2 separate regions of the Hordeum vulgare genome follow, and region 1 is linked to region 2. A link is a contact called in public Hi-C data. All regions are on one chromosome and are shown on one strand. The core of a region is the stretch at or near the end of the contact, and the rest is flanking DNA. Distances in the headings are between cores, read along the strand shown.

The links. Hi-C and Micro-C count contacts between places; a contact is called where the count stands out from the background.
Region 1: a contact with region 2 is called in a Hi-C map of leaf, with 6 times the contacts expected there. The contact joins the promoter of LOC123429438 here to the promoter of LOC123424691 in region 2. A contact is called at or near these places in 3 of 6 Hi-C or Micro-C datasets (leaf and seedling) and 1 of 1 datasets of contacts at active chromatin or transcription factors (embryo).

Annotation. Positions count from the first base shown.
Region 1 is chr2H:37,731,709-37,736,808 of MorexV3_pseudomolecules_assembly, forward strand. LOC123429438 (fruit protein pKIWI502-like) reads right to left here and starts at 3,471. Exons shown (of 1, transcript XM_045113473.1): 1 at 2,406-3,471. The coding sequence starts at 3,417. The coding sequence ends at 2,557. LOC123424693 (probable cellulose synthase A catalytic subunit 8 [UDP-forming]) reads right to left here. Exons shown (of 14, transcript XM_045108358.1): 14 at 4,153-5,066. The coding sequence ends at 4,482.
Region 2 is chr2H:37,315,716-37,320,376 of MorexV3_pseudomolecules_assembly, forward strand. LOC123424691 reads right to left here and starts at 2,091. Exons shown (of 6, transcript XM_045108356.1): 1 at 1,037-2,091; 2 at 705-884. The coding sequence starts at 1,843.

The sequences.
Region 1 (5,100 bases), core at 2,221-4,720, 420 kb after region 2:
TGTTGTGCATGTAAAATTTTAACACGAAATCACATTGATGAAAGTCGTGGTAAAAGAAAATTGATGCTCTGAAAATTTTATTTTCAAACGCATTTTGGAGCTCTGATTTTAAAAAAATATATTGCCATGACTTCCACAAATATGATTTTGTGATGAAATTTTACATGCCCAACAAACATTTCTTAAAGTATGCCAAAAATAATCAGAATTTTTTATATTTTTTTCTAGTTTTTATTGTACTGTTCACACTAGGAGCATTTGATCTCAGATGTAGAAAGGTACTTTCCCTCAAAAGTACAGATATTTTTTGTCAAACAACTCTTTAATATATGGTGAGGGGCAAAACGCCAAAACCTCTGCCAACATTGCCATAAACTCAAGATAGGTACCGCTGACACTTGCCTGGTCAGAGATTATTGCGAAGCTTTCATGCTTACAGTGGTTGTAAACAAAGTGGTAGTGCTAGTCTGCTAGAAAACTATACTGCGGAGACGTTTCATGGACGTCGTTGATCCCATTTTGCATGGTGTTCTCAAGCATTTCGTGCTGCTACACTGACACTCCACTTCAATTTGATTCTCAAAGGAAGACAACAAAGTCCAACAAAAATACTGGTCATAGGTTCAAAGCAATCGCATTGTGTTTTAGAAAAATGCAACGACATCATCAAGATACTAAAAGTATATAGTGTAGATAAGCTACTTTCAAATGGAGCGCTTGGCCAAACAGCAGCCTAACAATCTGATCTTCAATTATCTTAAGCCACCAAACAAGGTCGCCTTTGTTGTCAGAGACTGAACTAAACCATTCTCTAAACTCCACTGAAAAAAACATTAGCTACACAATATGCAGGATACCAATTAAGGCAACCATATTTAGGAGAAAAGAAAGCAATCATAAAATAGAATATGGATTGGTTTGACGAACAGCTTGAGACACTGTACGTTTAGTTTCAATTCATGTAAAGGAACCCGGAAGAGCATCCCTCATCTTATTCTTAGAAAAACTGAATATGGATAAAGACTTCATGACGTGTACAGTATTATTTTATAAGAGCAAAAACTACTTGTATCCATAAAATAGGTGTCATTTTGGTTTTACTTCGATCACACCAGTTGGTAAAAGGCAAACACTTGCATGTCAAATTCAGACATGATTTACATATTTGTTCTGACTGATATGATATGGAGGTATATTCTTGAGATTTATCTCATTACACAATCACCTTTCTGCTCAGATACATTTTTATTGAAATAAATACTGGGAATAGTGCGGTCAACAGTCAGTACATCCTTGTTTTCCAAAGTTTCTTCTGCATTTGGCGTCATTGTTGCTTCAGAGAGTTTGAACTGGAACAGATTGCCACGATAGCATTTCATTCTGTGTTTGCTCTAATATGGGAATCTTCAGGTAAAGCCATGATACCAGCAGAACCACTATCTGAGATAGTTGCGACTGTAACTTGATTAGTGAATGAACCCAAGTCATTTTAAGCAACACTGGCAACCTGTAGACTAATTAAATAGATATTATAATTGCATGTTCATAAGCTCTACATGCCTTGCCATATGCTCAATTCTACCTAATGGAGTTGTACTCATTTAAAAAGGTACACAGAGAAGCAATCCTGGAACACTAACAAACATGAAGCGCATTGGTCAGAAATCAAATGGAGCCTACGAGACATAAATGTCTCTTGTTTATGTAAGCAAAAAAACTATATGTACAATAATAGATTATACAAGATGGATGAAAGGATTTTCAGGTGACATACATGATACATATACATCATGGAAAAGCTAGCGATTTATTTATGGCTTGTCTAAGGAAAAAAAATACGTTCAATAGAAAATAAACTGATATCATCAGAGTAACAAACATCACCTATGGAATAAACTACGACACAATGGAAAAAGAAAACGATGCGAGCTATGAAATTGCACAGCCCCTCGAATGTTACATCTTATCATCTCCTAGGGGCAGAACACGGCCAAAGCGAAAGCACTCTGATAACATGTATATCTATCATACGTTGTGTTGAAAATAATTATGATGCTGCATATGCCTAGCCATGCTCAATTCTTCCTAATGGAGCTATACTAACTTGCCAAAATAAACCGCAGTACAAAGAGAAGCAATATTGGAACACTAACAAAGAGCAAGTCCATGGTCAGAAATCACATGGAGCTAAATTATGAGACATAAATGTGTGTGCCTCCTACGTAAGAAAAATAATTCAGGTGACATACATATGCATCATGGAAAAGAAACTGATACCATCAGGGCAACAAAAACAACCCGCAGAATAACTAAGAAGCGGTGTAGGAAAGACAATGCGAGCTATAAAATTACGTAGCACTGGAAGGTTAGATCTTATCATCTCCCAGGGGCAGCAAGCAGCGGAATTTGCAGCAAAACGCACTCTGATAACATGTATATCTACCGTATCTTGTGTTGAGAAGTATCGATGAATCAAATTACAGATATTCTAATACAAACAGCAAGGCACAGTACCGCCCAACCAAAGAAGCATGAGTTACATTCAGGAGATTCATTCTAGAAGTTCTTCAAGATTTTATCCTGTGATACACCATCAGCTGTAAGGGCCGAGGTGACCTCCTCGATCATTTGGCTTTGCCCGCATAGCACAGCCCCAGTGGAAGTAGGATTGGCGATGTTCTTGGCTTCCAAGAACGCGCGCTGAACATACCCCTTTTCACCTTTCCAGCCATCACCTGGCCGTGACAATACCGGCACAATCTTGAGCCCAGATGACTCCCACTCTGCAAATCTCTCCTGATACGCCATTGTTTCAAGATTTCTGGCGCCATAGTAGAGCCTCACGTCGGCTCTCTGCTTGGCCGCGAAGCCGAACTCGATGAGCGAGCGGATCGGGCTGATCCCGGTCCCGGTGGCGAAGAGGAGCAGGGTCTCCGCGGCGTCCGCCGGGGTCACCCTCTCGATCGGGAACCCTTTCCCCATGACCGCGCCGAGCTCCACCACGTCCCCGTTGCGGAGGCCGCAGAGCTTCTCCGCGGTGGCGCCGGGCACGGCCTTGACGAGGAACTCGAAGGCGCCTCCCCCCGGCGGGGACGCGATGGCCATGAAGGCGGGCTTGAGGCCGTCCTCCCCGGGCACGCGGACCAGGAGGTACTGCCCCGGCGCGGTGAAGGAGGAGGCGAGGTCGGCGGCGTCGGAGAGGTCGACTCGCAGGTGGAAGAGCGAGCCGTCGGCGCTGGCCGCGCCGATGGAGGCGACGGGGGCCGCGTTCCAGACCGCCGCGTCCTGCTTGACCGCGGCGACGGCGAAGGAGGGCAGCCGGCGCCGGAGGAAGGGGAGCGAGCGCAGCATTTTGGGGCTGGCGAAGGCATGGCTGGGGGCGAGGGGCGTGGCGGAGATGGTGGCGGCCGCGGCCATGGCGAAAGGTCGGGTCTTGAAAGGCGCCGAGAAAGCAGGGAGGTCGTGGGGATCCGGTGGCGATTAGGAGAGGGGATCAGGTGGGAAGATCGGGCTTGGGTGGGCCCGACACTGTCAGGTGCGCACGGCCCATGTGTTCGTGCGCCCCGCTGCCTTCTCTCCTATTGTGAACGTTTAAAATCTCTAATGGCATTAATTTTATGCCACAAAATATATTTTGTCATACTAATTGTGGGTCAAATGTTTATCCCAACAAACCCAATATGCTATGTATTTTGGAAGGTATGGAGTACAAGTGACTTCTAAATCCATACAAGATACTCCCTCTATCCCGAACTACTTGTTGCAGAAATGGATAAAATGAATGCACCTAGACATCTGGATACATTCATTTCTATGACAAGTAATTACGAATGGTGCGAGTATTTGAATACCTATTGATCAACAACTTCTATAGAGAAAGAAAATAAACTATGTAAGAAAATGTTGGTCATTTCACTATGGTTAAATTTAGTATGGCATTTGGAATGCAAAAAAGAAAAACATGGGAATAGGTAAAGGAAAGAGTCTCTCCATGAATTCAGTGTCTTGTGTTGCCGATTTCTGCATAAACAAGAACTGTGGGAATTTCACAAAGTTGTTGTTTGGATGCACTACATCAATTTTGCAGAAAATGGTTTCTTACATGGAGAGAGGGGAAGGGAGAGAAAAACACAATGAGGTAGGACCTGATGCTTAGAAACTCCTCCAAAATGTGAAGGACGGGAATAATTTATATAAATAATAAATACAAGAATTCATAGGTCCATTCCTACGATACAAAGTGCCTCATAGGAAAATTCCTATAGGTTTACAATCCAATGAGATTCCTTTGTTCCAAAAAAAGAGCTTAACCTCATGAAAACGGTAGATGGTCTATTACATCTATTTACAAATGTGTTTTCGCAATTTTGACAACTTTCTCAAACGTAGTAATTCGCAACCCCAAACATAAATTTTCTCTGGCTCCACGGGTTGTCAGTCGATCACTGTTATATTTTCTGTCTCTACAATCTCCCATTTTCCTAGCAGTTGATGCCACAGGTTTGGATATTTGGGCCAGCGAGACGTGTAGTGAATGGATCAACACGAACCCACAGCAAGGAGAAGATTGAAGCCAGGAGGACAGCCCAGACGATGACAATCGTCGGTGTGCGGTTTTGCCTGCCCATAAGACCCTTGAGGAAGGGGTATAAGTGAACAATCACCCAGAAGGCAAAGAAGAGCTTCCCGAAGAGCGGCCCCCAAGATTGGTAACCACTGTTGATGGCGTAGGAGGTACCAGCAACGACACCGACCATGTTAATGATCAAGATGGTCGTCGGAGGGATGAGAAGCGTCGTCCACTTGAACATGTAGAGCTCAGCAAAGTCGCCTTCTTCGTCATTAGCCTTTGAGGTGACAGTGAAGTTGGTGTCGATACCGGCAAGCACCTTCAGAAGACCCTGAAAGACGGCAAACAGATGGGCAGAGATACCTCCAATGACCCAGAACTGTTCATTCCTCCACCACTCGTCAATGCCAACACCACTCCACCTCATCTCAAGGATACCGGTGGCAAAAATTGAAAGGAAGAGAGCAATGAACCAGATACTGGCCAAGTTGCTAATCTGCAATCCAGAAATTTGATTCGGTCAGCTTTGT
Region 2 (4,661 bases), core at 841-3,340:
TATAGTTAGACAACACTGATGTGCATGTGGCTACCTAATTCAGTAAACTGTAAAAGATCAAACAAACAATACATATGACCACATTAAACAAACAAACAGTACTACTTAAGGGTGTCCGTTAACTAAAGCTTTGATTGTAGCAATATATAGGTTGAGCTGAAATAGTATTCTCTGCAGCATAACAGGACGCTTGTGTGAAACTGAGATGGGGTTTAGATGTGAATATAACAAGCAGGGGCAGGTCCAGGTGCAAGTATAATAAGTAATGAATCATGGATGTTCTGAAAAAGGAAAGTGATGAATCATGGACTGGATTGTCTACTCGAGTTACTGAAGCATCTTTCAGAATTCAGACATACAACTCATTGATTCGTCTTGCATTTCTAGTCTAATGTTGCTCTTTATAAATGTCAAATTAATCATTGGGCAGAGCAAGTCAATATGCTGATGGTACTTAGACAACACTAATGCTCCTGTGGCGAGCCCATTGACTGACAGATCAGCACATAATTGCGCAAAATGGATAGAGTGACAAGTGACAACTAGTCACTCGCTGCTCACTAGTCAGTTGAGTGGCTGACACATGGATCATTCAGAAATGAGAAATACTCCCTCCGTCCCGAAATAAGTGTCTTAACTTTGTACTAGCTCTAGTACAAAGTTGTACTAAGCTTGAGACACTTATTTTGGGACGGAGGGAGTACCTGATACCGAGGCTCTTCCTCTCTGTAAAGATCCTGATAGCTCTGATTGGGAAACCACGTAGGTTCATCCGGAGCAGCATCAGCACTGTAAGACTGTTGGTAAGACGTGTCATACGAGCCATACGTAGAATGGGCATATGCATATGTATCCTCTTTTGCGTTGTCGTAAGAAGATAGCCACTGTCTCCGAGTACAAAAACAACGAAGGAATCGGTCAATAGAATACCGACGAAGGAAGATATATACTGTACTACGTACTGTATTTATTAATAATATGATAAGAGTATACTAAAGCATGATAAACTGAAGAATGATGCGGTGTATTTCCTCACATTGCTCTGATCGTGCGCTTCGCCGGCGTTGTGCCACTGCACATTCCCAATCGCTGGCACCTCGCCGTGGTCGTGCCACTGCTCATTCCCAATTGCTGGCACCTCGCCAGCGTCGTGCCACTGCACATTCCCAATGGCCGGCACCTCGCCGGCATCGTGCCACTGCACCCTCCCGATTTCCGGCGGCGGCACCTCGACCACCACGGCGTCCTCCACTCCCCCCTTCTTGTTGGCGTACACTGGGACCCCGTGGCAGTCGGTCCCAATCCGCCGCTCCCCGTACCCGTCGGCGTGGCCGAAGAGGAAGTCCAGCCCGCGCATGCACTGCCTCCAGTAGTCGCGCGGCCCGCACCGCGAGTGGCAGCAATGCGACCCCGCCGCCAGGTACGGCCAGCGCCGGAACACCTCCGGCGTGGGGTACACGGGCGGCCACCGCGGAGCGTCCCCGTAGTCGTGCGGCTTGGGCCAGTAGAACGGCTCCGCGACCGGCACCGGAGCCGGAACCGGCGAAAAGGGCGGTGTCCTCGCCGGCTCTGGCGATGGGACCGGCCGAGGCTTCGGGGGCGAAGCTGGTGGCGGCTGCGGCGTTGCGGGGGCAGGAGCAGTCACGGGGGCGGGCACGGGCGGCCGCGGAGAGGGGCGCGCGGGGGCGCCGTCGGGGGAGGAGATGGGGTAGCACGTGGAGGTGGAGGGCGGGAGCGGGGCGCCGTAGGTGGCGGAGATGTCGTAGCCGCCGCCGTAGGGGTGCGGGTTGTACTCGTAGTACTCGTCGTCGTCGATCTGGCCATCGTCGTCGGCGGCCGCCATGGAAGAGCGGTGCTCAGCGGTGGTTACGGCTGTGGGCGTCGGCTGGAGAGTGCCAGACTGGGGTGGCGTGAGCGTGAGCGAGTAGGCGAAGTGGGAGCAGAGCAGCGCATGTGCGGGGTGGGGGGGCGGCGGCTGGTGGCATGTTGATTTCGGGGTGATGGCGACGGCGAGGCGGTGACGGAGGAGTCGTTTGGAAGCCACCGCACGGTTGGGAGGGGAGAAGATGCCGCCGTGGTATTATTGCGCACCGAGCTCGAGGGCGTGCGATCGGAGTGGGTGAGGTGGCGGTTTGGCACCGGGATCAAAGTTTCCCTTTTTCTTTTAGGCGGCGCCGGTGGGCCGGCCCAAATTGGTCGTACCACAGGGTTTGGATCTCGATCGTGTGGGTCGTTGAATCCTCGTAAAAAAAAACGTTCACCACTATCCTCTCTTCTTCTCCACGCGTCTTTCGTTCCTGTCTCCTGTCGTCGCCTGCCGCCCCTGCCGCTCGAAGCATTGTGCCATCTTCGTCGTGCTTGTCGCTGCTCATAGCCGCCCTCGTCCATGTGTCCGTCGATGTCCACGGGGCTCGTAGAAATCAACCACAAACATCTCATCCCGACTGAAGCGTCCGGTGGATAGTTCATCGTGGAAGAAAAAGAACGGATGCAACAAAACAAGTTGTTGGTAGTAGCAATAAATAAATACAGTTGTAGTAAAAAACATCTCGCCGTCGTTGTCGCCGGTTGTAGCTCGGCATGCACGCTCGCAACAAAATTGAGTCATGACTGTAGCACACGACACCGTCGGTTTCAACAAAAAATGACACAATTGGTTGCAAAACATTTTGGTTGAAACTTTCTCAAAAACTATCGTTAAAGCTTTCCATCTGTCGGATGAAGATTTTTTTTAAACGATTGCAACATTTCATGTGTTTCAAAAACTGGTTGAAGCTTTCTCAAAAACTCTGGTTGAAGCTTTTTCATGTGTTGGATGGAGTTTTTTCTAAACGGTTGCAACATTTCATGTGTTCTAAAAATGGTTGAAGTTTTTGTAGTCATTGGATGAAGATTTTTCTATATGTGGTTGAAGCTTTTTCATCCGCGGGATGAAGCTTCTGTTAGAACGGTTGTAATTTTTGTGTATTCTGAAGTCTGGTTGAAGCTTTTTTATCTATTAGATGTAGCTTTTTACGTCCATGGTTGTAGCATTGGCGTCGTCGTTTGCAGTTGTCCTGATGTCGCCATTGCAGCTCTGTGACAGCCCGAGACCGACGATTCAGAAGATTTCCCTTTTATTCCGTTTTCGTCGTGTGATTATTTTTATTTGTCGCATCATCATCGCATCATGCGCATCATCCGCATTGCATCGGCATCCCGTAGCCGCCAGTTTCAAAACTTGCATCCGTTGTTAGTTGCCGGTTCTCGTCTTTGCCCGTTCTGAGCCCGACCACACTCGCACGCGCCTGCGACATCGTTTGAATCCTGTTTTTAGAAATGTATGTAAAAATTTCTCTGATTGGGTTGAAACTTGGCGTGCGGTCGTATTTAGATATAGGTAGGCCAACTGTCAAATTTCGTTGCAATCGGAGTCCGTCTGGTACCCGAACGGTCGACCGTAGCGGCACCGTATTCGGTCTTTCGTAGACGTTTTATCGATGTTTTAAAATAGTTGTCGGGTGCCCGTTTCCCTCTCTTCTCCGGATAACCTACACTACATGGCCAATTAGCCCGTCCCGCGTTCGGAATTGTTCGATTTCGATCGCGCGGTTGAAACCGGGGCGAAATTCTGCTAACCCTAGCCCCTTTTCCCTATATAAATACCCCTCCCCTACCTATTTGAGTGCCCCCCCTAATCCTCCTCGGGATCTGTGCCCGAAACCCTAACCCCAACAGCTACCTCTCTCTCCTCTCAGCCACCGCGGGCCTGCGAGCCCATATCTGGCCCGCCAGGGCCCGAGCCGCCACGCCGCCTGATACGTCTCAAACGTATCTATAATTTTTGATGGTTTCACGCTGTTATCTTGTCTTCTTTGTATGTTTTATGTACCTTCTTATATCTTTTTGGGACTAACTTATTAATTCAGTGCCAAGTGCTAGTTCCTGTTTTTTCCGTGTTTTTGACTCTTTTCAGATCTGATTTTGGAACGGAGCCCAAACGGAAGAAAAACCCCGAAATGATTTTTTCCCGAACGGAAGAAGTCCAAGGGGCTTTTGGGCCAAGCCAGGTGGGCTCCAGGGAGCCCACAAGCCCCCACTCCGCCACCAGGGGGAGGCAGCGGTGGGCAGGCTTGTGGCCTCCCTGGCCGCCCCCTAACCTAGGTCTTGCGCCTATATATTCCCAAATATTCCACAAAAAATCAGGGGAGCCTCGAAAAAACTTTTTCGCCGCCGCAAGCTTCCGTTTTCGTGAGATCTCATCTGGAGACCCTTCCCGACGCCCTGCCGGAGGGGACTTTGGAGTTGGAGGGCTTCTTCATCATCATCATCGCCCCTCCAATGACTCGTGAGTAGTTCACTTCAGACTTACGGGTCCGTAGTTAGTAGCTAGATGGCTTCTTCTCTCTCTTGGATCTTCAATACAAAGTTTTCCATGATCTTCATGGAGATCTATCCAATGTAATCTTCTTTGGCGATGTGTTTGTCGAGATCCGATGAATTGTGGACTTGTGATCAGATTATCTATGATATATATTTGAGTCTTTGCTGATTTCTTATATGCATGATTTGATATCCTTGTAAGTCTCTCCGAGTCTTGGGTTTTGTTTGGCCAACTAGATCTATGATTCTTGCAATGGGAGAAGTACTTGGTTTTGGGTTCTGCGATGTGGTGACCGTTC